7 separate regions of the Mus musculus genome follow, and regions 1, 3, 4, 5, 6 and 7 are each linked to region 2. Evidence: chromatin contacts called from public Hi-C and HiChIP or PLAC-seq data. All regions are on one chromosome and are shown on one strand. The core of a region is the stretch at or near the end of the contact, and the rest is flanking DNA. Distances in the headings are between cores, read along the strand shown.

Region 1 (4,106 bases), core at 1,425-3,924, 750 kb before region 2:
ACTCCCCCCCCCCACCCCCAAAGCAATTTATGACATCCCTTCCTTCATGTAAAATGAGGTGAGACCTCAAGCATTTAGACTCTTAACACATCAACTGAGGGCAGATGGCACTGGGAGACTAGGAGTTAGATTCCCTGGTGACTAGAAAGACAGGGAGAGGGGCCATGCTAGCTAATAAAGATGATAAATTTCCAAGATGGCCACTTCTCCCTCACCCTCTTGACCTTAGACAAAAGCTTTGAAGCTTAAAAGGTCTTAGACATTGTTGTCTCCCACCAGCAGCTGCTGATGGGCTGGCTCAACAAATTCAAACTCCCGCTCAGGACATGCCACACACAGTCCTGGACTAATCAACCATGCTAGCTGTCTTCAAACTGAACAGTCCTAAACTAGGGGAGGGAAGCTCCTTGGAGGCTTTAAAAGCCCTGGAGAAGAGTATTTATTCTTTGACTTCTTGAGTTGTGCACAAGTGTGTGTGTAGGTGTGTGTGTGTGTGTGTGAGTGTGTGTGTGCACACGCGGGCAGTGTCCCTGCTTTATATGTATGTACATATGTGTGTGTGCATGTGTGCATGTAGTGTGCATGCATGTGCAGGTGCATGTGCAAGTGTGTGTCCCCAGTTAATGCGTGTGTGCAGTTGTATGTGTATGTGCATGTGTGCGTGTGCACGCATGTGTGTGTCCTGGCTTTGCAGAGGGTCTTGTTCTTGGTGTGCCTACATACATGCATCTACTATTTCAACTACAATAAATGCCTTTCTTAACTGCTGATTCTGTCTGTAGTGCATGAGATTTCTCTGCTGCTACCTGTTGTACTTCAGATTTTTTGTTGCCTTTTAATTCTTTAACTGGCAAAGAAATCAAACCCAATCCAGACCCCTGGGCTGCATCAGTAAAAATCCCAATGAGCTGATTTGAGGTGCCTTAAGTTCTATGTTCCCCAGTCTTGCTGATTTTAAACTTGTTATACTTATGGAAAACTCTTTCAGTCTAGAACAGACATTTGGGTAAGAAAGGGGTTCTGTGTAGCCTGCCACTGACTCTACATATTCTTCTAAGGCTGAAACCTGGGAGTGACACCAACCAGGACTCTGCAAGGGAGTAGCAAACATGTGTCACATGCTCTCACTGTGCTACCTTTGTGGCTAGAGTCCAGACTGCCAAATTTAGCAATCCTTAACTGAAGCCTATAGAGTCTCAACTGTACCTCAATGATGGTTGAAAAAAAAAAGCCCATTAAAGCTAATCCGATGGCTATCTGGAGTCTGAGCTATGTAGCTGACAGCTTTGAATGAAAGAAGATACATGACTCTACAGTATGAGCACACAAGCACACTCCCTACGGCTCCTTACAAACAGGGACCTCAGATTACATCTTTCCAATAAGCCTGGGTTTCATCACCCAACTACCACACAATGTGGTGCGCCAGACCCTCTCTAATAACTGGGCTAATGAAGATGTGTCAGGTTGGGAGTGGCTGGAAAGGAATATTAGAAACTCACAGGTCAGAACCAGGGTTGTGGGTGAGCTGCGGTGGCTGCTGTGGTTCTCTCTCTCTCTCTCTCTCTCTCTCTCTCTCTCTCTCTCTCTCTCTCTCTCTCATCTTTTCTTGTTTTTAAGAGCACAGTGAACCCAGATTTTACAGGCTGAGAAATATGTCCACTAACTAAGTGATTGGGTTTGGGTGAGCCTAAAGTGGTTCCGGGCTCCCTTTTCTAAAAGTATCACACCTGTTGGTAACAAAGTCCACATTTTTATCTGGCCCCCATCAGAGGTGGGTTCGAGATAGAGAGATGGGCCCTTCACAGCCTTCAGAGCAGCCAATCTGGACTGCCTTGTCAAAATTAATCGTTGTCTAGAATGTTATTAGTGGAAACACTAAATTTGCTCTTAGGGTAAAGTTCTTTCTTAATGAACAGCAAGTCTTACTAGCACGCCCTCTCCCAGGCATCTCATCAGCGATAACATCAACCCAGGTGCTCTGAGTCTTAAAAACTGTAAATCTTGGCCTGTCACTGGAGGAGGGGAGAGAAAAGGTTAAACAAGTTTGTGGAGGAAGATTTCCCAGGTGCTATTTTGCAAGTACAGAGCTAATTGATGGTTGTGCCATAATAGTTACTGCTGATAACGATCATGTAAACACTCCCTGCTTGCCTGAGGAGCATTCTCAGGGTGTCCTGGGGAAGCAGCTCCTGGGATTGAGCTGTTCCGTCACGCACACGGAGGGCCTCAGTCTCTTCGGAGGGCCACTTTGATGCAGGCCGGTCGGTACTGGAATCCCGTGTGAGATTCCAGGATGGAGAAATTCCATCCTGAAAACAGAGATCTAAGTAATTAAGTACCCAGCATCTCAGGCATGCTCCATGGAGCTTCAAAACCACAGGGCAGCTCTCGGAAACAAGGACCTTCAAGTTCGAGAACCACAGAGGGGCCTCAACTTTCTCTGAGGAATTTTCATCTTCTTTCAGATGCCCAAGTTTGCGTCTAAATGGCCGAGGTCTCTCCCACCTCAATTTTAAGGCTCATAATTCTTTTGCAAGAGGTAAAAGGGACGCCATGCTTCCTCGTGGTTACATCCTGGAAGCAGAGAAAAGAATTTGACTGGTGGCCTCTCATCTTATTTTCCAGCTTCCCCCATACTGCCCTGGGCCCTGCACTTGGACCACGGGTAATGTAATTGGATTCCATGGCCAGAGTGAGAGAGGCGATAAAGCTGGGGGAGAATTCTCACACAAAAGCACCCGGCCTATTTGCATTTTCATTGGTTTTTCAGAAAGAAAAATCGGGGAGGCAGAAGAGTTGCTCTAATTTCTGCCGTCCTTGAAAAATTACCATTTGCTTGAGAAAGGAGCAATGAGCTGATACCACCATGTGGTCTGTGGCCTGCGAGGGGGCCCGTGACACCCCAAAATAAAAATTAGAGATAATAATAGTGCTTTCATTTTCTTCCTTCCTATACTATAACCTCGTTTGAGCTGTATTTGCCTGGAGATTTTTTCCTTATGAAAATAGTGTTATGTGTGACATCCAGGCTTCCATAAAAAAATGATTAAGACTGAAGTGTCTTTGATGATAGTAGTCAGAATCTATAAATAACAGCGACATAAATAAATCCGGAAGCAGCGGTGGCTAGAAATGAGTCACCCTGGGTTTCAGTCACTGTTTGGTTAAATTGCTTTCTGGTTTTAACATTTGTAAGTTAGGGAGCAAAGGGCTCCCTACTTCAGGGAGGTTGCTGGTTGCTTAGTTCAGCTACCCCCATCCCCAGAAGGCACAGGAACTCACTGTCCGGGATCCTGGAGGAGAGAGCCAGCAGCAAAGCAGGGTTGACTTAGGGCAGACAGTGTGAGTTCAGTGAATAGCCTCTCATTGGCCTCTGAAACTCACTGTCCCATTCTCATCTGGGCTATCTCAGTCTCCTCATATGGGCCAACCCAGTCTCCTCATATGGGCCATCTCAGTCTCTTCATTTTAGTGTAATGTAACCTCCTAAAGAGTCATCAAAATTTTTAGTTTTTAAAATAATTGAACCTTGTCTTCCTGTTGATAATCTGGCTTTCTTGGGGGCAGTATGCAGCCTGTATGCGTTAGACATTTTCAAAAAATCCACATGTATCTAAAACTGTTCACTAGCAGAGAGCAGGTGTATAGAGAAAGGTGGATTTTTGAAAGATCACAAGATCAATCTATTGAATTCTGCAAGTCAATTCCTGGTAATTACAAGGTCAGATCCTGGAAACCATTCATGGTTTCCAACCAAAGACAAGACCTAGATGAGCTTTCAAAGTCTTTCCCTCTAGAAATAAAATTACACCCCCCCCCAGCAGAGACATTGGGGTCCTGCTCAGTCCTCTCTCACCCTGGAAAATAAGCCTAATAGGGATGTCCAGTCCTCCTCAGCCCAGGATAGGAACTGTAGGGGAATTGAGTGGAAGGTGAGTTGCCAGAAATGGACACTGAGCCAAAACACGAGGGTGGGGTGGGGAGCGGGGTGGGGCAGCTCATTGTTTTGTTTTATAAAAAAGAAAATGGAATCCAGGAATATGTTTGGTAGGGCAAGGTATGGTGCTAGAGAAGGGGGTGCCTCTGTGGGACCATGTTGAGCC
Region 2 (3,901 bases), core at 306-2,805:
CAACCCAGAGCAGAGAAAATGAAGATTACCTGATTTTCCCACTAGTAATTAGTAACTACTTTTAAGAGCTGTATTGTGCCTAATTACAGGCAAGGTTTAGTATCTGATTTCAAGACCTATAAGTGAGGACTTCCTGATGTTGCAGGAGACACCAGGCAAGCAAGTGTGCCTTAGCTGGTGTCCAGGGTCCCAATGGCCCTGGACAGCAGCATTCCAGTATGCATGTTGGGGCTCTCTGTCAAACCTGTCACTGTACCCCTTAATTCTCTGAGTCTGAAATTAGACCCTGAAGGTGAAGCTCCACCAGCACCGTGTGATGTGACACACTCAAGCCTCTGCCACATTATAGACAGCAGCAAGAAACGAGGCACTAGGAGTCTCTGGACATTTTGGTTCTGCACTTCCAATACCAATCTAGGGCACCATGAGCAGAAGCATCTTTCTCTGGTCAGCCGCACTGATTGAGAGAGGAGAGAGGAATGAGCATTTCAAGTCTGCCCTGAGAACAGAGCAGCCAGGCCCCTGGCTTTCAAATTGCCTGGTTCTTATTTTCCCAGCGTTTGAGATAGGAATTGGGCGGGGATGGGGGGGGGGGGTGTCGTGGGAGACTCAAAGACAGGGGACTGGCGGCTGTCCTGTCCTGTTGGACTGGCTAGTCGCAGCGCCACCTCAGGTACCTGAGCTCCACTCGTGTTGACTCTCCGCGTCTGCACACCTAGTGGACAAACGCAGGAGCCCAGGCCTTTCAGGCTTCTCCCAAACTGGAAGAGGGTGGTAGATGACTGTGGGCAAGATTTGCCAGTTCTTTTACCTTGCGAAGGTCCTTCCCCTCCTACAATTCTTTCCCCCACCCTCTAGGAGCTCTCCTCCGCTAGGCAGCGACCTCTCAGCTGGCTTGCCCATTTTAAAAGTTTTTATATTTGGAGAAGCTGACAGAGCGCGGCCGGCCACAACCCGATTCTCCAAGTGCAAGGGGGGGGGGGCAGCAATTTCCAGAGTATCTGTTGATACCAAGTGGGGCCAGAGAGACGACGCACCCTGTATCCGAGGTGTCAAGCCACGCGTAGATTTATCTGAACACTTCAGCCAAATATGTCCCATGGAGGTGCTGCAGAGCCAGCCACAGAGGAAAGGCTGTTCGCTATAGACTGTCCCCTGGCCCCAGGCCTCTTTCCCTGCCACCCCAGCTGTAGAAACGCAATCCCCGAGTTGCTTTTGTTAAAAGGGGATGGGGGAACAGATCTCCGTTGCAAAACCGGGTGTCAGACAGCTGTAAACCGGTGTCGACAGGTTGTCAAAAGCCGCGGGGGCTGGTTGGGAAGGAGCCTGCGGCCTCCGGACCCACACCAGCAGACGGGCCGTGCGCGCCCACCGGAGGAGGAGGTGGCCCGGCGGGCGCGGGGCACCACGTGCTCGCCGTGAGGGGCGGGAGCGGCCAGCGAGGGCGGGCTGGAGGCAGGGAGGGGGCGGGAGGGGAGCCAGGGGCGGGGCCTGTGCTCAAGGGGATGCCAATCAAAGCATCAACTTCAAATTGTGTCTGAGAGCCCCGCCGCCGAGCGGAGGGCGGCCGCCGCAGTCGGCGCGCGATCTCGGATACGGGCGCAGCCGGGAGCCGGGCGCCGCCAGCGAGCACTGGGCCGAGGAACAGCGAGCGGCCCCCGCCCCCGGGCCGGCCGGAGCGCGCCCGGCCCGCGGCCCGCAGCCCCCGAGTCGCGCCTCCTCGGATCGCCAGCCGGTCTTCTTGCCCGCGCAGTTAGTGTTGCCCTCCGCCACCACCGAGCCCGCGGACATGTCCTTCCCGCAGCTGGGCTACCCGCAATACCTAAGCGCCGCGGGCCCGGGCGCCTATGGTGGAGAGCGCCCTGGGGTGCTGGCTGCGGCCGCGGCTGCTGCGGCCGCCGCCTCGTCGGGCCGTCCCGGGACTGCGGAGCTGGGAGCGGGCGCGGGAGCGGCCGCGGTCACCTCGGTGCTAGGCATGTATGCCGCGGCGGGACCGTACGCGGGCGCACCCAACTACAGCGCCTTCTTGCCCTATGCCGCGGACCTCAGCCTCTTCTCGCAGATGGTGAGTGCTCCCGCCTCCCGCGCGTCCTCCTGGCCCGCACCCACGGGAGATCACCGCGCCTGGGGACATCGGGAGCGGCTGGCCCAACAGAGAAACAGAGGATCCGCAGGCAGTGTCTGGGAAAGGAACGAGAAGGGTCCTGCAGAGGGAATCCGGTGGCGGAGACCTCTTTCCCTGGGGACTCGGGAGTGCCCAGAGGCCCAGGCAGTGACCACTGTGGTCTTGGGAGGTTGGAGACCGGAGTCGAAAAGCGGGTTGCGCGCTAGTGGAGAGAAGCCTCCAGAGAAGGCCTGAGACCGCGGCAGGCTCTGGAGGTCCCGGGCAAAACCGCCAGGCTCCTCCAGTGCGACAGGGCAGGCCCGCCGGGCCCCCTCAGCCAGGGCCGCTTTACTAACACTGCCCTAACCTGGCGGCCGGCCTCGCCTGAGCGCCGCAAGAGCTTTCCCTTGGGCCCAGAAGACCTTCCTTCTCCCTCTTTGGCAGAGCAGAGATAGTTGCCCTAGACTTTGCCAAAAGGAACCGGTTAAACCTAGCGGAGTCGATCAAAAACATCCCAACAAACAATAGACATCAGCAGAGCAGAGAGGTCTCTTAATGGAGTGTGTAGGGACCATAGGAATCGGGGCTAAGAAATACTAAGTTGACATAAATTCTGGCTTCCGAAACGGTGTTTGCCTTTACTTTCGTAAGTTGCCAAACTTTTCATTTGAGCCGAAAGAAAAGCACTTTTCTTCCCGTGTTACATAAGGGAGAGTTAAAGGAACAGTGTCCCAGAGCTTAAAATAAATGGTGCTCTCCGATCTCCTGTCCCAGTGGGTGTCAGATGGGGGTGTGTGTTTAAATTTAATTCTCCACAGGAGTATTGGCCTGTCTGTCCTTCCGAATGATCACTTTTCCTTGGTTTAACGGAAAGGTCGGGCTGCTTAAACTTGAGGCCGCTAGCAAATTGCGAGGCGGGCACTGGTTTTTGGAAGGCAGCCCCCTGCTGCCCTGCTATCTTCTGGATAGAGCAATTTCCAAGAACCCTGAATTATCCAGTCTCTGGCAAAACAGACCAGACCAGACTCCTTTAAAAGGTTGGCCTCCAACTGTGCAGAAGCAAAGCGGCTAGCGCGATTTTCCGAACTTTTCTTGTAGTTTAGAAAGAAAGCCTATTTCTCAGTGGTCCGGCCAGCCAGTTGCCTTTCGGATGCTTCCCAACCAGGAAGATCAACCCCCATTTTGTTCGGACAGCCAATATGCCCCGGGAGCGATGAGAGATTTACAAGGTGCCCTTTCAAAAACAATTCCCAGCAGAGACGAGGCCGAATTTCTACTTTACGATTACAACTAAAATAATCTTGAAAAACGAAATGTACATTTTACAATGGCGAGGCACAAACGAATTCGGGCCAAAGAAGCCTCTTAGGCGCGGCCTCGATCGCTAAACTAATTAGCCAAAGAAATAAGCTTTTAGTAACTTTTTTAGGGTTCCGACTTCTTTTTTTTTTTTTTTTTTTTTTTTTTTTGCTAACCTGGTAACTGTATCCTTTTAAAAATTGAAGATGGAGGGTGATTTAGTTATTATTTTCGCGAGGATTTTTTTAACTAAAAATTTGAATACAGATGTGAGCCATTTGGGAATCCTGCCTGTGTGCTTGTGGGGGAGGGGTCTGCTCCCATTGTAGTGAGGTAGGGAAGGTCCACAGGAGGTTTTTGTTGTTGTTTAATTTTGTTTTCTCTTTAAACTAAAAGGAAAATAAAATTCGTCCCCTAAGGTGTTTGTGTTACCTCCAGGTCTCCTACCGGGTTCTTGGAAAGTAAGCCTAAATCCAAACCCTCAGCTGAGGCCTAGCT
Region 3 (4,185 bases), core at 194-2,693, 650 kb before region 2:
GGTGGGGCAGCCAGGGTGCACCTGGTCCCTAGGGGCTTTAGTTTGTCCTTCTGCCCACCTGCCTGGCTTTCTGTGGCTCTGACTAAAGTCCCTTGGGCTTTGCTGACTTATGGAAAGTACAGAAAGATGGGTAGGTAGGGCTTGCACCAAGGGGGAGGGCTTTACATTGAGTACTTCACATTCCTTTGAGTTGGTCATGCTCCCAGACCACTCCTGAGCCCAAGTGGTCTGCTCTTGTCAGAGGGGGTCTCCAGTTTGCTTCTTTCTTCCTATCAAAATAAGAAACGTAGATTCCATTTAGTTCTGAAGAACAGATCAGTCACTGACCAAGGTCTTGGTGAAGACATTTGTGCCAACACATAAACTGTTAGTCTTCAGTTTTTTTAAAGCCTGTTTTGAAATCAGGGCTAGGCATGGTCCCCAGGCCTGTAATCCCAGCACTTAGGAGAGGAGAGACAGTTAGATCTTTGTGATTTCCAGCCAGTCTGGTTTCCATAGTGAGATGCTATCGAAAACTGTCCAAAGGAGGGCTAGAGAGATAGATCAGCAATTAAGAACATTTGTTGCAGTGACAGAGGGCCATAGCTTGGTTCCTACCACCAACATCATGCAGCGTACATGATCATCAACATCACTTCTAGTGCCAGGAGGATCCAGGTCTCGGGCAGTCTGTTTGTGCATTCGGGTGCGTGCACGTGCTCGTGTGTGTTCATCAAAGAAAGCTGATGTGTAAGAAACATTGAAAGCCATACAACGATACCTAATTAGTTTGCAAAATTATTTTCTAATTATTTTCCAAAAGTTCAAATGGTAAGCGAGGCTATCACAGCATGGAATCAATAATGACACGAGTCGGAAATCAGCTGCGTGGGAACTAGAGGTCATCAGCAAAACTGAACGCACCTTCTGAGCGAAAGTGTGTGAGACTGAAGGCAGGCGGGAGGGCGGGGTAGGAAACAGAAACAGCACAAGGAAGTGGATGGACGCAGGCCGTGAGGCTTCCGGACAAAGCAGTCAGGTCCCCTGGACTAGGATACCTATTTGGTCAGAAAAAGGGCACTTTCCAGGCTGTGAGAGGAAGATGGAGGAGGAGAGAGGAGAAAGGAGGAAAATGGAGGAAAAAAGGAGGAAGAAAGAGAAGGGGTGGGGTGGGGAGAAAAAGAAAGAAGAGGGAATGGGGGAGGAGAAGGGGGAAGGAGGAAGCTAAGAGGCTGCAGGACAAGTCAGTCAGTCAGGGCTGTGCTGCGATAGGAATCAAACACTCATTTACATAAATCACACATAATTATACTGTTACCGTAAATGACTTCAAGATTATTGATCAAGTTAAGATTCCCCTGGCTTCTGTAAGAATTTACTGCAAATTGTGGCTTAAGGCTACAGACTGCCCTCTTTGTCCTAGAGGTGGGAGGTCAAGTAAGGGTGCAGATGGGTCTGGCGCCATCTCGAGGCCCTAGCGAGAATCGTTCCCTCTCCCCTGGCCCCTCAGCTCTTGCCCGGGTGGCTTCATGACCTCTGCCCTTAGCTTCACTTTATGGTGTTCTTTGTTGAGTTCCTCCTTTGTCATGGGCCTGTGCGTCAACACACACACACACGCACACGCACACGCACACGCACACGCACACGCACACGCGCACACAGGCACATGCACACAACATACACATATACATACACACATTCACACACCTCACATACATACACTCACACACACATACCATATACACATACACTCACACCACACAAAACACACACCACACATACACACTATACACACACACATGCCATTCACACACTCATGATCTCTCTCTCCCCCCCCCCCCACCCCACACACACATACATACACACCTGTAATATTTCCTCCTCTCACTCCTGAGGCTGCATTTTCCAGCTTCACCCTGTGAGCATGGCTGTGTTGAACTGGTCATGCCCTCTTAGTAAAGTCCTGACCTCTCTCATATTGTATTTATATATATAGTTCTTGAAACATTCTTATCCAGACATGGTTTCTAAATGTCCTCTATTTATTATGAGTATGTGTATACAAGTCTTCACATGGAGATCAGAGGATAATCAGTGTGATCACGTCTCTCCTGTAACTATGTAGGTTCCGAGGATTGAACTCAGGCCATTAGGCTTGGCAGCAAGTGCCTTTATCCACTGAGCCATCTTCCTGGCCTGGGATATGATTTTAAGTGGACTCACTAAAGAATCGGTAACAAGAGGCCGTGAGCCTCCATGTCTTTGTGTGGAATGTGCCTTCATTTCCCTTGGGTAGGTTGTGAGAACTGTGAGACCTGGGTCTTCAGGAACAACTGTGTCCTGCATTTGGGGAGCCTTTCCCAGGGCTGCCGTGGTATACTTGGCTCTGGCCAGGTCTCTGGGCAGCAGGAGCTGCACCTGCTCTGCCTTCTTTCCAGTGCAGCTTTCTCAGGCTTTGTTGCTTTAGCTCTCTCTCTCTCTCTCTCTCTCTCTCTCTCTCTCTCTCTCTCTCTCTCTCTCTCTCTCTGTAGGCTTGTACCTGGGACTTCTTGAAGTTTTAATGCGTGTTTATCTGACACCACAGTAAACACCTCTTCATGTGCTTTTTACCAATCATGTGTCCTTTGTTTATAAATGCCATCTTTATATTGCTATTATATGTTCCCAGCTTCCTTTTGCGTTTTAGATACACCCCTTGTTGGATGTTTAGATCCATCTCTTACATGTGACAGTCCACTTAAAATGAACATTTGCAAATTAAAAAAAAATGGACTCTCAGAGAGCAGAAGGCACATGGAAACTCACTCTCCTGCTTTTCTGTGGCACTCTGCTCACTTTGCATCCCGGGGAGGACGTTTCTGCATGCGTCTATGTTAGAGATGGTTTTGTTATCCCTGCCACAGGCTTCATATCTGTCATTTTGTCTTCGACCTATCATCCATTCCAACCTTACTCTTGTATTTCACTCGTAAGCTTTGTTTTGTACTTTCCAATATTGCCGTGGACTGATACTTTTTCCTATAGGTAGAGCTATTGGGACTTTGTTCAAGTTCACAGACAGTTTATTAGTTAATTGGAAGAAACACCAAGACCAGTCAATGAAAGCTATGTGCTTACCATGTGTTTAGGGTCTATAGTGGTTTCCGTGAGAAGGCCCTTCATAGGCTCAGATGTTTGAATACATGGTCCCCACTTGGTGGAGCTACTTGAGGAAGTTTGGGAGCTGTGATCTTGTTGGAGGAAGTATGTGAGTTCAAAGAATCTTAGCCACTTCTAATTTGCTCTCTCTTCTTCATGCTTGCCAGTTAAGATGTGTTCTCTGTTGCCTGGCCATGCCTTCTGTCCCTGCCACCATGGACTCTTCTTGCTGGAACTATAGGTCAAAATAAACTCTTCTTCAGATTGCCTTCAGTCATGGTGGTTTTTTGTTTGTTTGTTTGTTTATTTTTCCACAACAGAAAAGTAATTAATGCATGCAGGGTCTTTTGCTTTTGCTCAGTAATGTTCTGTGGTTTTCAGTGTGCACACAAGCATGGTCCATTTGAAATCTTTGTTACATACTTAACGTTTGATGCTGTTGATACAGATGCTTAAATGTTTCCATGTTCCTACTGGTCACTGGGCATAGAGAAACAGAGTTGCCCTGTGTTTGCCTTGATCTGATTGACTTCATTCTTTGGTTCTGGCAACTTCCCTAGCTTTATTAGAATTTTTTTTTTTTTACACATGATGATATTTTCTAAAAAGAGAATTTTACTTCTTCATTTTTAACCTCAATGGACTTTCATTTTTCATCTTTTTGTTCTAGTTAGAGCCCTAGCTGAGAGTTCACTAGAAGCAGTATGAATACAGGTTGTCACTATGTCTGTGGCCAGGGTTGAAGGAACATCCAGTGTTTATTATGAAATTCGATGCTAATTATAGGTCAGACATAAATGCATTTATGTGTTGAAGATGATGCTTTTCAGTACAGTTGGCAGAGGGTTTGGGGCTAATAATGGAAACAAACATGGTCAATCAGTTTACTTCCAGCTGTAATAGTCATGAGTTTTCTTATTTCTTTTAGTCACATAGTGATTTATGCTAATTTATTTTGATTTATTAGACTAACAAGTAAATTTGGGTAGAAACTCCTTTATTGTAATGGCGTACATTCATATGTTACTAAATTTGATTTACAACCATCTGCAAAGCTAACTTCTGAGA
Region 4 (3,867 bases), core at 878-3,377, 850 kb before region 2:
CAAGCTGGGTGGTAGTGTGCACCTTTAATCCCAGCACTTGGAAGGCAGAGGCGGGTGGATCTCTGTGAGTTCCAGACCAGCCTGGTCTACAGAGCAAGTTCCAAGATAGCCAAGGATACATAGAGATACCCTGTTTCCAAAAACAAAACCAAACCAAAAACAAACAGAAAACCAAACCAAACCAAAAACCCAACAACAAAACAAAACAAAATAATCAAGCAAACAAGCAAACAAACAAACAAAGAAAAACCTCACTGGATTTTCAACATGGAGACTCTAAGGGGTAGAATCTGGGGCGACATTCTTTGAGTTCCCCCACCTTCCCAAAGTCCAGCTAGACCCACATTCCTAGGGAGTGAGCTGGAGAATTGTTCCCACCTCACAGCTACAGCATGTGGCCAGTTCTTGTGGGGTCTTCCAGGGTGCCCACGAACTCTTTCAAAATAAGACAGAGTCCTAGTGATGGCACCCGCTGAGCTATGACAGAGTCTGGTCACTGAGCTCCTGGAAGGCAGTCAGGGCTGGCTTTTGCTGTTCAGAGAAGTTTGGCTGCGGATGCCGGGAACCTGGGTGAGAATTTTCAGAAACTAAAAAGGTGACTGATGAGTTCGCTCTCCGTATTTTACAGGCTTGGTGCACACACAGGTCCTGAGGCAGAGGCTCACCTCGACATGCAGGAAGGGAACCTTAGACACCAAGCAAAGCCCAACACAGTATTTACTGTGGTTCGGGATTCCCAAGCCACAGCCTTTAGTGCTGACAGTGGGAGAAGCCCAGGCATGGTGTGGTGCGTGGTGTGTGTATATGTGTCCCAAGCCACTGTGTATGTGTGGGCCACGTGTGTGGTGAGGTGGGTCCTGGTTTGTGGTGCAGACTGCAGGGTGCTGGGAGGGTGGTGGTGTGTGGCCTATTTCCATCTTTGAAAGCTCAGAGGTTCATGAGGCAGGTGTGCCAGGCAGGTGTCTAGGTTTTCTGGCTCTTACAATAATTAGGACAGGAGTATGCAGCTGCTTTCTGTAAACTCTGGCTCCAAAGAGTTCCCTTTAGTTAGAAACTACTTCCAGAAGCAGGAGGCTGCAGCGAGAACAGCCTTCGGTTTGTTTGTTTTACATTTTCACAACAATAGAGGGCAGGAGTCTCTAACTGATCTGGGAGGCTCTGGGAGCAATTCCCTTTTAATTCAAGGATGTTTTTCTATCAGTCAGTCACAGGTTCACAATGGCTCTAAGGAGCAGTGTTTTCAGCAGGATGGCCAAGGTCATTTGCAGTATTGCATTTCTTAAGGGTTTGTAGACCTTAAGCAGCAAAGTGAGTTAAAACATCTTTCTCCCTATTTCCAACTCTATTTTTTGTTAACTCAGGGGTGGGGAAAGTGGTACAGTTCCCCGAGTTGTTTTTTAATCTATCTCTAAAATTTAAACAAAACAGACAACAGGCAAGCAAATACACAGACAGTAAGTCTAAACCTAAATAAGAGTTCTTAGAGACATCTGTCACATTTGAACGAGCCGACAATGTTAAGGCATGAGTAGTGACTTCCACACTGATTCTGTGTCCTGTCTCAGGGATCTCCACACATGGCCAGACCAGGTCTGTCCCAATGCACAGAGGTGAACCTCAGGGCCCCCACTTACGAACCTGGGCTGGAGGGTAGAGGAGAACAGGCCTGTGTCAGAGAGTGGCCAAGCTTAAGTACTACGTAGCAGTGCTTGCGCTGAAGCTAAGGTCCTAGGCAAGAAGGAAGTCACACCCTGTTCTTCCCCTTGCTGCTTCCGTCCCCTGACTGAGTGCTATCAGGATCAACAACTAGCAGGTAGCTGTGGGGTCCCGTCAGTGATTGCCAGTTGTGGGATCTGTGCTCCTCTATAGCTTCCTGGCTTCTTCTCCTTGGCCACAGGGTTGCCCACCTCGGTGTGACAGCTGTAAAGACTCCCGACCCTGTTCCTTGTCCGCCTCCACACCCACTGAACACTGCTGCCCTTAGGTAACCTCCCTGCCTCCTGTCACACTTGGAACTGCGACTATGATTACACATTCTATAAGCTCAGGAATCAAAGACTGTTCTCCGAATCTCCCTTTCTGCCCTTTCCCAGAAAACGAGGGCTTTCACCTGCTGACGCTGCCCCAGATTACCAGCTACTGTCGGTGAGAATCGGACATTTGTAACCTCTACTCAGCACATTTCACATTGCACCTGTCTCTGTCCGTGGACTTCTTGAAAGGCGCCCACATCTCTCGGCCGCTGCGAACCTGGATTATTTCACAACACCTCGCCAGCTGTCGCAGGTACAAACTACCTGGATATTTAGATACCAGAGTATCTAATAGGCCACTATCAATCTTTTATAGAGAGAATACATAAATTATAAACAAATATGTCCTTTGGTCTGGTCGAACAGCACACCGATCAAAGAGACACAATGGCAATGCATTTGCTTCCGCGGGCGCAGTATTCCCCAGCTCGCGGCTGCGCTGATGGACAGCCGGGGAGCTGTCGGCTTTTGTTCATTTGTCACAGTACACTTACCTCCTGTGGTTTTAAGTAATCAATATGGGAGCTGAAATCACCTACTGCTACGTCCGCTACCTCCTATTTTGTCCACTCATAAATTATGGATCGCTGCACAACATCAAGTCTACAATTTCGATTGCATTTGCTAATCATTGATCAATAATTCAGAGGCTGCGCCTCCTTCAAGGGCCTTGCTCTCCTACAGCATCTGGCACTAGCTGACAGCGAGTGAGGGAGTCCCTTATCACAAAGAGCAGCCGAGAAAACAACTTGTTTAAAGTCGCTCCTGAGCCTTCCTCTTCAGTGTTTCTGATGAGGGTGACTGTTTCTATTTGGTGCCTCCCTCTGGCTCCTGAGACTTAATAACTGTCTCAAAGTCCCAGCAGTGGCCTGTGTGGTGGGTCTAGGAAGGCTATTTTTCTGTTTGGTTTTGTGTGTGTGTGTTTGGGGTGCACCAGGTCTCACAGGGCAGGGAACATGTGTCCACAGAGTATGACCCAGCGTCCATGGAGGCAAAGCTGGGTCGGTGTGTCCTGTGACTCTCAGACTCACAGGCAAAAGCTACAGATTCACAGAAGACTGCTCTTGGAGCAAAGTCCTTGGAAGGACAATCTCCAGGGACTGGCTCCTTCAGGGTCCACAGTCAGCTTGCCTTCTGTTGGTTTTAAGGTCCAGCTTGTGGTACAGTCTGAGCAAAGTAAAAAATAACAATACATTCACAAAGCACCCTGCCTCTGGATGGGAGAAATCCTTTTATCTCAGCCCCTTTGAGGACAAGGTGGAGCCCTGCCCCCTTGCACAAGCAGCTGGCTGGACCTGGAGGCTGCTACTGGTGCAGATGTGGGGAGGGGAGGGGAGGGGAGGGGAGGGAAGAGCAGGCATTCAGCACAGAGCAGGGTGTAGGGCAGACTCAATCCGGAGCTGGGGTTTCTGGGAAGCCTTCTCTACAAAAGGCAGGCTGCTGTGGAGGTTGCCTGGCTTAGGCACAGCCCACTGCCCCCCTTGGAAAGAGCAAAAGGGCAAGGGGAGACCCTTTGTGGGCTTCCAGGGCTCAGGCTGCCTCTTTTCCCTCTTGCTGGATGCTATCCTGCAGCCTGCCTTCTATAGAGACCTGGCCTCACCCATTGTCAGCGCCCTGCAGGAGGGCAGCAGCCAAGAGGCTCTCAATAACTTTAACTTTCAAAAAGTGGGAAAAAAAGAGCAGCAGGAAGGGCCAGAGAAGAGGGCAGAAGGAAAAGGTTTAAGACAATCTGTGGCAAGAAGCAAAGCTGGCAGACCAGGAGTGGGGTGATGGGAGGAGGGGGAAGACAAAACTTTCCTTTAAGAAGAAAAAGAAAGGAAAGAATGGAAAGGGG
Region 5 (3,915 bases), core at 161-2,660, 810 kb before region 2:
CACATTCTTTCACGCTGTCACATCCCCATTTAAATCTCAGCAAACTGTACAGGAATTGTTCACATACACAAAGATGAAGCAAAGTGATCCTAACTTGTTTCCTATTTCCCAGAGGGGGGCATTAAAATGTTTTGTTTTTTTTTTTTTTTTGTTATCATGTGTATTTGTGAGAGTGTCACATGCATGCCCCAGCACAAATATGGTGGTCAGAGGATAACTGTGGAAGTCATTTCTTGTCTTCTACCATGCAACTGAACTCAGGCTGTCAGGATTTTTCAGCAAGCTTTTACCCACTGAGCCAGTCAGCCTAATACTGGGTACCCCTTTAATATATAATAAAATGAGAGAATGATCAGAGTTCACTAGCAGAGTACCATGTTCATCTCCACCAGAGACGGGGGCAGCTGAGTGAGGCAGTGCTAGCACCTGTGACTAACTACAAACAAGGAGGCTACTGCAAGAGTTCCCTGGACTACACACACAGACATATACATTGCATCCCCCCACAAGACACAGATAGAGGCCCCCATAAACACACAGCCACATGCACACACACACACACACACACACACACACACACACACACACAGAATCCCTCCCGCAAACACAGACAGCACACACACAGACATAAACACATAGACACATGCAAACACATGCAAACACACACAAACACACACACACAGCTTCACTCCCCCCACCACCACATCCACACACAGAGGCACATAACACCCATTCCCCCACACAGGTACATAGATAGCACATACGCATACACATAGACATACACAGAAACACACACAGCACCAATCCCCCACAGACACCCCCAACAGATACATAGACAGCACACACACAGAGACAGATAGACAGCACCTGTTCACACTCAGATAAATGGACAGCACCCTCTTATCCATACATAGACACACAGACAGCTCTTCTCACAGACAGACACACAGATAACAAACACACATAGAGCACATAGACAACACTTCCACACAGAGACACATAGACAACACTCCAACATAGAGACACATACATAGCACATGCACACCTGTACACACACATATATGCACACACACATGCACACTCACACATACCATCTGGGTGGACATTCCTCTCCACAGCTGGTTCAGTGAGGTGGACTCTACTTGTCAGATTTGTGTAATCACCGTTTTCCAAAGTAGCAAAAAACAAGACATCTGCTTCCAAAGCCCCATCCCCCACCCCGCTTTATCATTCCGACACCATGGCTGATTCTTGGCTACCTCCATTCTGTGTCCCATTGCTTCCCTGGAACCACAGAGCCCCTTGAGGTCCCAGCTGGGAGTCTGCCCGGGATCAGCTGCAGCTGCAGGAAATGAAGCCTTTGGTTCAGCAGATGGCACCCTTTGCTCTGAATCTGGAACAGCAGTGTCTGCCCACGCTCCTGAGAGACAAGGAACGACATTGCCTTCTGAGTTGATAGCACCAAAAAACGCTAACTGTCCCTCCTGGGCACCTTGCAAACACCACAGAGGAAACCATGTGACACCCGTTGGCCAGGTCAACCTCCCGGGATAAGACCCAGAAGTGCTCAGGCGGTGGAATAGCCCCTCCAGCAAAACACCTTCCAGAATGTTCTTTCAAGTTTCCTGTCTGCCAGCTTGCTCCTGTTTGTACTTGTCCTGTCGTGTGTCAGCCATGTTTAAGGACATTGTCTGAAGCAATGGCTCAATTATGTATTCTCAGGTGTGCCACCAGCCCGCATAAGACTAATTGTTTCTGCCTTGTTACCCATAGGAAACAATTATGATAAGAGTAACCAGTGTTTAAGATACAAACTAGATAGGCTTTCTGTTCAACTGAGTGAAGTCTCTGGTTCCCACTGCTCTGTTTGAGAGCATCTTCAGTTTGTGGTTTTTGTAGGGCTGGAGTCTGATTTTCTACTTCCCAGGAAGATTTCATGGTCAGCCAAGGTCATCTGACATTTTGCCCAGTCAGCCGTACTAGGCCTGTGGTCATACAGTGACTTCAGAAATGGATCGTCTACACTGAGTTCCCTTAGGAAGCCTGTGGGCACTCCTCTATGTGTGTCTATGTGTGCAAGAGGGTGCTTATGTGTGCAGTGCATGCTGGGACAAGGGAGCAAAGAGGGAGGGATAAAGAGCACCAGAAGATATGATTTCTGCTACTAAGCAATTACAGTTATGTGAGTAAGTCACTTTCTTTAATGAGAGTGATGTCACAGGACACGTCTCCAGTGTTTACCATAAACAGGTTTGTTACTTTGAATAATTCTTAGGCTTAATTACAATAAGTATTTGGATCATTTCCATTGTCAGTCTATGGGATTGGCATGTCAGTTCATAGAGACACCCACCATAAGTCTTCCATCACTGTGGGTAAAAAGAGCCACCTCTCTCCACAACCTTGTCCTCTAGTGCTCTCTGTAAGCAGAAAAAGAACCATAAACAGAACAGAAGACAAAAGGTTCTAACAGCCTTGGCCCATGTATTCTCTATGGCACTGCTCTGAGGATTTTCAGGTTCCCCTGCAAAGAGCAGCCCCTGATCCATTTCCTCTGTCCTGGGGTCTCTACCATGAGGGAGTGAGCTGCACCTCATGCAGATGTGCCCAGACCAGCCACCTCAAGGAGAGCTTCCTCCGGGCCCACTCAGTTGGCTCGCAGTATGTAAAATGGCTAGGGTTACGAAATTCACTAAAAATTGGCTTACATAAATCGATTAGAGGCAAGATCAGCTTCCTGGGTTTGCCTTAAGGGTTAATGGGAAGATTTTTTTTTTTTTTTTTTTTTTTTGGTCACCAGATCTCCCTGTAATTGTTTGGGAAATTTTCAGATTTCTGAAAATGCATCTTAGGGAGTCATTTTATGTGGAATTCTGGCATCAGATGGTTGCTAATTTACTTAAATTATCAATATGCTGCTCATGAAAACTGCTCATGATTCTGCCATGTATCCAATGGTGCCTCTTCCTGTTTCTTATCTCTCTCTTCCCACCTCTCTCTACTTCTCCCCTCCTTTATTTCCTCCTCTTTACTTTTCTCATTCTCTTCCTAACTCTCCTTTCTCTCCCTCTCCCTCCCTCCATAGCTCCCTCCCTTATCCATGTCTTAACAGCACATCTCACAATGTTCTGCTCATTTTATGAGCACTTAATTAAATCCAGGTACAGATGATTGATGGGAAAGAAAAACAGTTGGGTAAAGAATGTAGGAGGCTTGAAACTTTGGCACCGAGAACAAATTGGAGCCTAATTAACAAACAGGAAGAACTTGAAGTCGGGCTCGGTGTGGAAAGCATGCTCCAGTCATCTGAGAGAAAGAGAACACAAGCAAGCGCCTTAGCAGATGCACATCTGGAAGGGTGTGGCTTGCCTAGAAATGCCCAGCTTGGCCGGCCTTGAGAGCTAAAGAACAAAACCCTACTCTCTGAAGAGAGTATATATTTCAGAGACATCCATGGAGAAGAGAAGAGACTGTTCCAGAGCTGATAGCATCTCTATCTCTCTCTGTGGAGACGTCTCTAGGATGTTGCTTATGTAGGTCCAGGATGATGCTCAGTGGCGGGTTGGAGAGAAAATGAGCAAACTGCTGGCAGCAAGCCAAGAGCCCATATTAAGGCACATTAAGTGAATTAGATATGACACCCCCACCCCAGTGCAAACACACAAGCACATCACTCCATTCACAGACAATGTAAAACATGTCAGCATCCGGCTTTACAGCTTTCTAAAAGAGCCAGCTTCCTTTCCCCATGCCAACTAATTAGGAACATGGTGTCTCCCTGTTTTCACAGTGCCTCGGCGAGGTCAGAACAGAGGTAATACCCATCTTTCTCCGACAGCCACATCTTGGGGATTCTCTGAGAAGGACTCCAGGGCCAGCTTCTGCTTACTGATAACTACTCTTCCTTCCTGAGGC
Region 6 (4,092 bases), core at 1,518-4,017, 610 kb before region 2:
AGGTTGTGTGTATGTGTGTCAATAATTATCAAGTAGAGGCTATGAGTTCTAGAGGGAGTGGGGAGTAAATCAGAAGAGTTAGAATGGAGAGAGGAAGAGAGATAAATGATGTAATTATAACACTCATGTGAAAATTTTGAAACTATTAAAAGAGATAAACTCTAAATAATACTGAAAAAAATGTAGAAATCCCTGGCAGAGGCCACTATCGATGTTGAACAAGTTGTGTATATGTTGGGTGTAGGTGTGATATTTATGGGTAGAGTTTTTTTAAGATTTATTTATTTACTTAGGTTTTTTTTTTTTCTTTTTTTTTTTTTCTCCGAGACAGGGTTTCTCAGTTGTAGCCCTGACTGTCCTGGAACTCACTCTGTAGACCAGGCTGGCCTCAAACTCAGAAATCTCCCTGTCTCTGCCTCCCAAGTGCTGGGATTAAAAGCGTGTGCCACCACTGCCTGGCAAGATTTACTTTATTTTTAATTTATGAGTATACTGTAGCTTTCTTCAGATACACCAGAAGAGGGCATCAGATCCCATTACAGATGGTCATGAGCCGCCATGTGGTTGCTGGGAATTAAACTCAGAACCGTTGGAAGAGCAGTCAGTGCTCTTAACTACTGATCCATTTCTCAGAGACAAACACACTGAAACATCCTTTAAAGTGTTTGCCTCAAAAACTCCATGTTTCAGTGTGTCTGTCTCTGTGTGTGCATTTGTATTTATGTATGTATGTGTGCTTGTGTGTATGCCTGCGTGTATGTGTATATATGTGTATATGCACTGTATTTGTATGTGTGCAGGTATGTGTCTTTGTGTGTGCATGTGTGTATGTTTGCATGTGTGTTTATGTGTGTACATGCATGTGTGTTGCATGTGTGTATGTATGTGTGCTTCTGTGTGTGTCTGAGCACATGCTTGTGTCCTTTTCCTCTCAGCAGCAGGAGGTAAGGGCTATACTCACAGGAACAATGAAGTCTCACTGTAGAATTCTTACATACCTGTCAATTCTTTAACTTCAACAAATACTCACTAATGTTTTGTGGTGTTGAAATAGATCTGATGCTGAGGTATGTTGAATTTATCCTTCCATTGTCTAAACCGTTCCCTTCATGCTTAATTGGCTGTTTTAAAACCTAATACCAAAAGAAAGCTTTAAGGTGGATATATTCTTTTCTCCAGGGAGCTGCTAAGATTTCCCTTTGGGTCTTTAAGTTAAAGACAAAAACCAAGCAACTTTACCATCTTTCGAAACATATGTGGGTAGAAAACGTATGCTCCCTCAATAAACGAAGGTGATTTCGTTGTTTTTGTTCAGTATTTTGACTGCAAGACCCACATTTTAACCCTGTTTCTGTCGATGATACATTGTTCAACAGAAAATGCTTAGCATCTCCCCTTTATTTTGTGGATTAGTCTTCCTCCAGACTTAAACTAAAAGGTTCAGATATGCCTGGCAAGACAGCAGGCGGCATTCCCCAGGTAGCATAGGCAAGGAACAGGAGCTCTGTGGACTTTGAAGGGCCTGTCAATTACAGCAGGGACCTCTTGGTGTTCTAAAGGCAAACTTGTTGCTGGAGCCCATTTTTTAGAGAGATAGCAATGGAGGCCTGGTGCACCTGACTGTGGAGGGATGGGTGCTGGAGCTATGTCAATTGCTAGGTGCTCCCCTTACCCACCTTCCCACTACCTCAAGTGCTCCTTTTGAGTCCTCCCTGGTCTAGGAGGCAACCAGAGTGATACCAGGCCTTGAGGGTTCCTGGAGAGACTTGCCTCTGCACCTGTCCTCAGACAGTCACCCAGGCGGCTTCACCCTTGGGAGCCTCTTACACACATTGTAAAGGCCCATTGTCTTCCTGCTGAACTGAAGCCCTTTAAAGAAGCCTTATGGTGGGTGCCTGGAGAGTCTCTCATCTAGGAACTCTAAACAGAGAGACTGGAGGAGCACAGGCAGGTTATGCAAATGCTTCTGCAAGGACCCATTTTAAAGGAAATAGCTTTGCAAGGCTGTGTAACTACTTCAAAGAGTCTGTTGTCTGTCAACGAAAATTATTGAGAGACAATGTCAGAGACGAGGATAGAAGTGACACCCTGGACAGGGATAATCCTGGGCTGCCTTTAATGTCTGGCTTTCAGCATGAATGGAAAAATAAATTAAAAATTAGGAAAAATAAGTGGGAAATGTCGGAAGTCAAAGTGCTATACCCTCCCTCTCTATTAAGTTCTATGACTCCTGTGATGACTTGTGGACTCTCAGATTTTCTGTTTCTGACTTTCACGTTTAAGCTGAAAAATAAACAGAAATGAAGTGAATAATTAACCTCTGATAAATAAATAACTCCTGATAAATAAATAACTCCTGATAAATAAATAACCTCTGATAAATTTGTCCCAGGAAGGCAACATGAACCTAATTTTACAAGACATATTACCACTTTTGTTTTTTTGTTTTTGTTTTTGTTTTTTGTTTTTTAAATTCTAAAAATTCCACTAAGAGTCCATGTGTATGTTTTCATGCACTTGTTTCGCTTATTAGGATTTCCCTACAGAAAGCATTTTAAAGTCATTTTCAAAAGCTCGCTTGCTTACTGTTCTGGAGCGAGGAGCCAGGAGAAGCAGGCTAGCCCTCAGATCTGCAGGCTGGCTCCCTGGCAGGTCAGGCCTCAGGAGAAGGCTTTGTCATATGGAAATGTTTAAGGGTCCGGCTCACAGCCTGTGGAGGATGCCTTTTATCTTTGCAGGGTTTGAACATGATCCTTTCAAAGCCAGATAACCCAGGAAAGGCCTCGCAGGGACTCTGGCTGCTTCCTTCCAAGCTCCTCAACCTGATCCTCAAGGGAACAGTTACTAGGATTCAGTGTGCGCTTTGGTCTGTGCGGCCCTGGAAAACAGCACTTCTTCCTACTGTTTGCCTTTAAGCAGAAAACGCAGTTTTAAGATTGCAGTTAGCCCAACACGCCTACTTGGAGATTTGTTTGAACTTAGGTATCTTTTACAGATGTTGCAAAGCCGGTAACCGAAAATTCCACTGAAACCTTAAGCTCCCAGCCCCAAGTGACTGCCTTGCCTCTTTCTAGCCTCATGGCTTTCCCACAGCTCCTGGACAAGCAAGATGGATGCTTCTCACCTATTTTCACAAGAACACTTCATGAAAGAGGAGGACATCTCACTCAACACAGAGACAGCCAAGTGGCCAAGCATACATCACAATGGATGGCACACTTAAACCTCAGCTTGACTCTCATAGGTCTGCAGATCAGAAAGACTGCAGACTCAAGTTTTACTTTGAGGTAAGAACAGAGCTTCAGCAGCTGAAGAGCAGGAAAGACTCACCTGTCACTATCACCAAATTCACAATAGACCATTTTTTTTTGTCCAATATACTAATAACAAATCAGTAATTAAATAGGAAGATGTCAAGGTTTAAACCATTTGATTTCAAGTGGCATAAAACAGCCCAGTCACACTGCTGCATCAATGGAGAGACGCCCGTTTCCAGTTACTTGTCTGCATCTGAATCTCCTATGTCACACCTCTGCTGAGGGAAGCAACCCATATGCATGTTTGACAACGGAAGAGGTTCCCATCACCTGATTTTATTTCCAGTGATTGAAGACAGCCATCTTCATTCCTAGATAACTTAGACTGGAAAACGAGTAGCCAATAGTCTCTTTAAGACAAGAAAGGGCTCCGTTGACAGCAGACTGAGCACATAGATGTCTTTTTGTCAAATTGTTAATTCCATGTTTCTTCCTGAATCTAGTTCAGGCAATCTTGCAGAAGGATGGTGGGAGTTTAGGCATAACAGGGTTTGGGTAGACCGTCTGCTGTTCAACACACTCCTCCGGCCATGAGTTTACCACGGATGCCCACAACTTCTTCAAAGAGGGTCAACAGTCAGTGAGTTTTGACTTGACCATTTGTCAAAAAACTAACATGTCCTGTGTAAAGCACTTCTAAATCTGAGGCTCTGTAGAGTTATAGTGTTGGCAGGGTTCAAGCAGAGGTTATTTCTACCAAAATTTATTCCTCCTACACACACACACACACACACACACACACACACGCACGCACATAGATGCACATGCACAAGCA
Region 7 (3,995 bases), core at 258-2,757, 1.0 Mb before region 2:
GTAGTCCATCTATGGCTTATCTATTGTATCTTGCTGTGTGTGGGGTTCCAACTTCATCTCATCTCATCTCATCTCATCTCATCTCATCTCATCTCATCTCATCTCATCTCATCCAGTCTACTTAATATTGAAGGCTGCTTCCAAGGCTGGAGAAGAAGCAGGCATCCAAACCAGCATGGAAGATGAACTTGAATAGTACCTGGCACTCAATACTGTCTGTATCTGTGCCTACCAAAACACTAAGAAGAAGAGGCCTTGTCTATATGCATTCTACATATGAAAATCAAATGTACCATTTCAGTTCATTGAGGTGGGTGCAGGGTGTGAGGTTCAGCTCAGTTGGCAGTCAGGTAATGTTTCTGATCTCAAGCAACCACTGCCTCCAGGGCTCTGGGCCAAATCACCAGCAGAGCACTGTAAATCCTAGGAGCTTCAATACAGTGTCGCTAGTCACATGTGCTCTGTTCACCATTTGCCCTATGTAGGGCTGATGTTTAGACCTCTGGTTGGTGATGCCTTGTTTCGGGCTGGCTTTGTTGCCTGGGCCCTTAGACTATGATCCTTCTGTCTTCCATGGAAGTAACTCCTGTGCCTGCATTCCAAGGCTCAGTAGAGAGAGGGTCCTGGGTTTGCACAGTGACTTCTGACTACTCAGTCATATCTTCTATTTCCTGACATGAACGATATCTTAGGATCCCAAGGAGACATTCTTTTGCAAAGTACAAGGAAAGTATGAGTCTTATTCACTGAAGGGCAAAAAATACCTTAACCTACGAAGCACTGCATCAAGGCCCAGGTTAATTCCACACAAGTGTTCTGGCCCCTGGGACTTGAGGATGTCCTTACTATGATACACATACATCTATGCAACAGGATTGTGCACACATAGGAACACAGGCTCACAAATACAGGGAGCATGCCCATGTTCATGAACTGCTTTAAAATGACTCACAATGTGTCTTTTTGTCTTTTTGCCATTTCCTTCGGTGGCTCCTTCTTCTGTTTCGTGGCTTAGTGACTGCAGGACAGGGCTCTGACCCAGCAGGTTCCACTTCACTTGTTCCCAACACCAAAGATGTACTCTTCCAGAAGTGCTTGGAACATTTGGTCCAGCAGATAATGCCACACCAGCTCTCCTCTGACAGGCTGGCTCTTCTCTCTCTCCTGGGTTTGGTGCCTTTCACAATTTCAGGGGAACCCAGAAGTGCCCCAGCACTGGGGTGCACCTTAGCATCCAGGCAGTTGGCCTTCAAAACAGCAGTGTGGCCCTGTCAGCACCTCTCTCAGCCTTGCCTGCCTGTCTTATTTCTGGAAGCTGTGATGTTCAATAATTCAGGGAGAGCACGCATCAGCATATCTTACAGCATATTTGATGTGCCAACAAACAGACTGCAGACTGTTTCGTTTCAATTAGCCCCTTTGTTGCCAACAAAAGCCCAACAAACCCCCTGAGTGAGGGCCAGGCCTCGCTCCAGCCTGTTCTTGGCCAGTCCTGGGCTCTCCCTGTGTGTACACAGTGCCCGCCACCCTCTGCTCCCATCCCCTCTCACTTTCTCTGCTATTGTTCTCCTGGTATCTTTTTACCTGGGATCAAGTGACTTTCTCCAACCCAGAAATAAGGACTCAGCTCCATTTTCAGGCCTCTTCTGATCTCCCCAGCTAATTGGCTCAGGTGTAAACCAAACCAGCAGGGCAAAGACTTTGAAGTGAGGCTGCTTTGCGCAGAGCGCCTGGGAGCGTCCGTCTGTGTGTCAAATACCATCCGGCCAGCCCGCTGCTCGGCCACTAATGAAAACGCAAGTAATCAGGGTGTATTACAAGGCTCACATCCATGTTGGGGCTTTATTGTGAGCTTATCATTAACTTTGCAGGCTGGACTTGGAATGCAATCTGGCCAGTTTTTAATAAGAGGGGGCATCGGTGTCGCCTGCATGAGGCACGGGGCAACACCAGCTGTGCCTTCTTTACATAGGGAGCCACCCCTCTCTTTGATCAATAATGCTTTTTCACTTTAAAAGGGGAGCTCATTTTGCTGAGAGGAGGGAGGAGGACCCTCCCAGCCCTGTGCCTGCAGTCTGTTTGTCCAGAATGCACAATTACAGAAAGGTCAGTCCAAAGAACACTGGGGACCCTTGCTGCTTTGCCTGACACTACCTTCTCTCTCTATTTAAAGGGTGCACTGACCACAGGGCCCACCCCCTGTTTGTGTGTTGATTATCAATGGCTGCTTTGCAAAGGAACAAAAGCAAGAAAAGCAGCTGGCCTTTTCGGACTCTGATTTTGCTCAGATCCTCTTCATTTTTAATATGCAAGCCGGCTGCATGAAACCAACATAATGAATGTCGTCTTCTCCATGGCTCTTCTGGATGGCCGGGAGGTTTTACATGTCTTGCTTATACTTTGTCCCCAGGGTGTAACCTCTGTGCTTCCTCTTTCATCTGATCTTTGGCTTCTGAGCTGCATGCCCATGGTGGGTGCAGAGCCTTTCACACTCATCTGCAAGATAAACACACACGTCTTTCTGGAGTGACATATGCTGATCAAATAGTTTGAAAATTTTATACATGTGTTGGTATGCCAAGGGATGAGGCACACATTTCCGTGTTCTTCATAGTATGACTTAGAAACTAGCATGTGTTTGAAGGGACAGAAGCACCCAGTTTATGTGAATGCACACAGAGACATCACTGCAAACCTCTATCAGCTTGGCGACCACAGCATAGCAACAGCAGACATTTGTTCCCTCCTGTCCTGGTGAGGACCAGATGTGTCTTTACAGATGTGGCTTGTCTTTCCCCTGTGACCTTGTGTGGTGTCTCAATTGTTCCCACATTCTGGGTCTTCTCACCAGGCCCTCCATTGAGTGAAGGCAATGTTATCGATTTCATTGTAGTTTAATCAGCAATTGAAGACTGGTTTCCAAATAGAGCCACATTAGGAGGTCCTGGGACTTAAAGCATCAATGTATGAATTGAAGGGAAATGTGTTAGCCAGTGGTTCTCAACCTTCCTAATACTGCGACCCTTTAATATAGTTCCTCATGTTGTGGTGACCCCAAACCATAACATTATTTCATTGCTACTTCAAAACTGCAATTTTGCTACTGTTATGAATTATAATGTAAATATCTGTTATGAAAGATATCTAGTATGTGTATTCCAAAGGGATTGTGACTCATGGACTGAGAACCACTGGTTTAGCCTATTGTGGGGAAAAAAATAGGTCACAACCTTTGGTTTAATGTTATCAAGTTACAGCAGAATTATTAGCACTGGCTTGGAAGTGGTACCAGAGGCCACACTGTATTAAAATGTGGGGAAGCATCCCTGGAAGACCAGGAGGAGGCCATTTTTGGCCTCTAAGGCTCACCAAAAAAATGGACAACTGACATCCCCAGTCTGCAATCATAGTCTCTGCCTGCTCACTAGGTACGGAGGAACATACTCTGCCTGTAGGTTCTGGGGCCAAGGGAAGGTCACGTTTCACCACCTTGGCATCAGCAGATCCTCGGTTGGTAGGATGGAGCCTTTGAGCTGTACCACAGTATCTTGGGTGGCTGTGTCACACTGGGCAAATACACACAAGTAACAGCCAGGTTCCACATTTTGGTTTCTGCTGAGACTGGTACCACACAGCAGAAATTCCAAAAGATGAAGACAGAAAAGGCAGACATACCTGATTTTCCCCAAAGATGAGTCCCACAGGCCCAGGAATGAAGTTCCAACTAAGGTTCTTGAGAAAAAGCTACAAAGAACATACATACATGTTCATGGAGAATGCCAGTCTTGTCCACCCCCAACCCTACAGGATGCTGGGTCAGAATCATAAGCCAGCTTAACACTGCCAGGGCTCTCTGTCTCAGCCTTTAAGTTTCAGACTCACTTTGCTTTTCATTAGGCTCATTGGAGGGGACATCCTAGGGATATTATCAGCTCATTTTCTATGGCTGTGTTTTCCCAAGAAGCAGCTAGCCTCTGGGAAGTACAAGGAGCCAT

The links. A called contact is a pair of places that touch in the nucleus more often than the background predicts. HiChIP or PLAC-seq counts read pairs in DNA pulled down with a chosen protein or histone mark.
Region 1: a contact with region 2 is called in an H3K4me3 HiChIP or PLAC-seq map of the SCID.adh cell line, with 10 read pairs. The contact joins the enhancer-like site here to the promoter of Irx1 in region 2. A contact is called at or near these places in 3 of 39 promoter capture datasets (frontonasal cranial neural crest, hippocampal neurons and maxillary cranial neural crest), 3 of 115 datasets of contacts at active chromatin or transcription factors (the SCID.adh cell line, embryonic hindbrain and embryonic limb bud) and 3 of 9 other capture datasets (adipose tissue, embryonic stem cells and pancreatic islet).
Region 3: an H3K4me3 HiChIP or PLAC-seq map of embryonic hindbrain shows a contact between it and region 2, with 7 times the contacts expected there. The contact joins the enhancer-like site here to the promoter of Irx1 in region 2. A contact is called at or near these places in 6 of 39 promoter capture datasets (3T3-L1-derived adipocytes, cranial neural crest, liver and 2 more), 13 of 115 datasets of contacts at active chromatin or transcription factors (craniofacial prominence, embryonic basal ganglia, embryonic forebrain and 9 more) and 2 of 9 other capture datasets (adipose tissue and pancreatic islet).
Region 4: a contact with region 2 is called in a Hi-C map of embryonic stem cells, with 2.4 times the contacts expected there. The contact joins the promoter of D730050B12Rik here to the promoter of Irx1 in region 2. A contact is called at or near these places in 3 of 39 promoter capture datasets (hippocampal neurons, liver and pre-B cells), 3 of 484 Hi-C or Micro-C datasets (all in embryonic stem cells), 5 of 115 datasets of contacts at active chromatin or transcription factors (craniofacial prominence, embryonic hindbrain, embryonic midbrain and 2 more) and 4 of 9 other capture datasets (adipose tissue, embryonic stem cells, liver and 1 more).
Region 5: an H3K4me3 HiChIP or PLAC-seq map of the SCID.adh cell line shows a contact between it and region 2, with 8 read pairs. The contact joins the enhancer-like site here to the promoter of Irx1 in region 2. A contact is called at or near these places in 3 of 39 promoter capture datasets (hippocampal neurons and liver), 1 of 484 Hi-C or Micro-C datasets (cerebral cortex), 4 of 115 datasets of contacts at active chromatin or transcription factors (the SCID.adh cell line, embryonic forebrain, embryonic hindbrain and 1 more) and 2 of 9 other capture datasets (liver and pancreatic islet).
Region 6: an H3K4me3 HiChIP or PLAC-seq map of the SCID.adh cell line shows a contact between it and region 2, with 18 read pairs. The contact joins the enhancer-like site here to the promoter of Irx1 in region 2. A contact is called at or near these places in 7 of 39 promoter capture datasets (3T3-L1-derived adipocytes, cranial neural crest, embryonic stem cells and 4 more), 9 of 484 Hi-C or Micro-C datasets (the NIH/3T3 cell line, embryonic stem cells, liver and 2 more), 10 of 115 datasets of contacts at active chromatin or transcription factors (the SCID.adh cell line, craniofacial prominence, embryonic forebrain and 7 more) and 2 of 9 other capture datasets (embryonic stem cells and pancreatic islet).
Region 7: an H3K4me3 HiChIP or PLAC-seq map of embryonic hindbrain shows a contact between it and region 2, with 4 times the contacts expected there. The contact joins the enhancer-like site here to the promoter of Irx1 in region 2. A contact is called at or near these places in 4 of 39 promoter capture datasets (embryonic stem cells, hippocampal neurons, maxillary cranial neural crest and 1 more), 1 of 484 Hi-C or Micro-C datasets (epidermal suprabasal cells), 5 of 115 datasets of contacts at active chromatin or transcription factors (embryonic forebrain, embryonic hindbrain, embryonic midbrain and 2 more) and 3 of 9 other capture datasets (embryonic stem cells, liver and pancreatic islet).

Annotation. Positions count from the first base shown.
Region 1 is chr13:72,709,294-72,713,399 of GRCm38.p6, reverse strand. No RefSeq gene overlaps it. Among named protein-coding and RNA genes, the nearest start is that of Gm41001, 42 kb to the right of the region's middle. Within about 2 kb of position 2,674, at least 13 of the 459 cell types and tissues checked have an H3K27ac peak or open chromatin away from gene starts, as enhancers often do. A contact at or near this core is called in the SCID.adh cell line, where this site is marked.
Region 2 is chr13:71,961,377-71,965,277 of GRCm38.p6, reverse strand. It overlaps Irx1 (Iroquois homeobox 1), which reads left to right and starts at 1,555. Exons shown (of 4, transcript NM_010573.2): 1 at 1,555-2,065. The coding sequence starts at 1,790.
Region 3 is chr13:72,606,164-72,610,348 of GRCm38.p6, reverse strand. No RefSeq gene overlaps it. Among named protein-coding and RNA genes, the nearest start is that of Gm38580, 7.2 kb to the right of the region's middle. Within about 2 kb of position 1,443, at least 6 of the 459 cell types and tissues checked have an H3K27ac peak or open chromatin away from gene starts, as enhancers often do. A contact at or near this core is called in trophoblast stem cells, where this site is marked.
Region 4 is chr13:72,815,023-72,818,889 of GRCm38.p6, reverse strand. It overlaps D730050B12Rik (RIKEN cDNA D730050B12 gene), which reads left to right and starts at 2,127. Exons shown (of 4, transcript NR_046196.1): 1 at 2,127-2,286.
Region 5 is chr13:72,766,831-72,770,745 of GRCm38.p6, reverse strand. No RefSeq gene overlaps it. Among named protein-coding and RNA genes, the nearest start is that of D730050B12Rik, 48 kb to the left of the region's middle. Within about 2 kb of position 1,410, at least 9 of the 459 cell types and tissues checked have an H3K27ac peak or open chromatin away from gene starts, as enhancers often do. A contact at or near this core is called in the SCID.adh cell line, where this site is marked.
Region 6 is chr13:72,570,731-72,574,822 of GRCm38.p6, reverse strand. The region is part of intron 7 of Gm38580 (a long non-coding RNA gene); the gene reads left to right. Among named protein-coding and RNA genes, the nearest start is that of Gm38580, 28 kb to the left of the region's middle. Within about 2 kb of position 2,767, at least 10 of the 459 cell types and tissues checked have an H3K27ac peak or open chromatin away from gene starts, as enhancers often do. A contact at or near this core is called in the SCID.adh cell line, craniofacial prominence and neural tube, where this site is marked.
Region 7 is chr13:72,956,758-72,960,752 of GRCm38.p6, reverse strand. No RefSeq gene overlaps it. Among named protein-coding and RNA genes, the nearest start is that of Gm30049, 19 kb to the right of the region's middle. Within about 2 kb of position 1,507, at least 17 of the 459 cell types and tissues checked have an H3K27ac peak or open chromatin away from gene starts, as enhancers often do. A contact at or near this core is called in pancreatic islet, where this site is marked.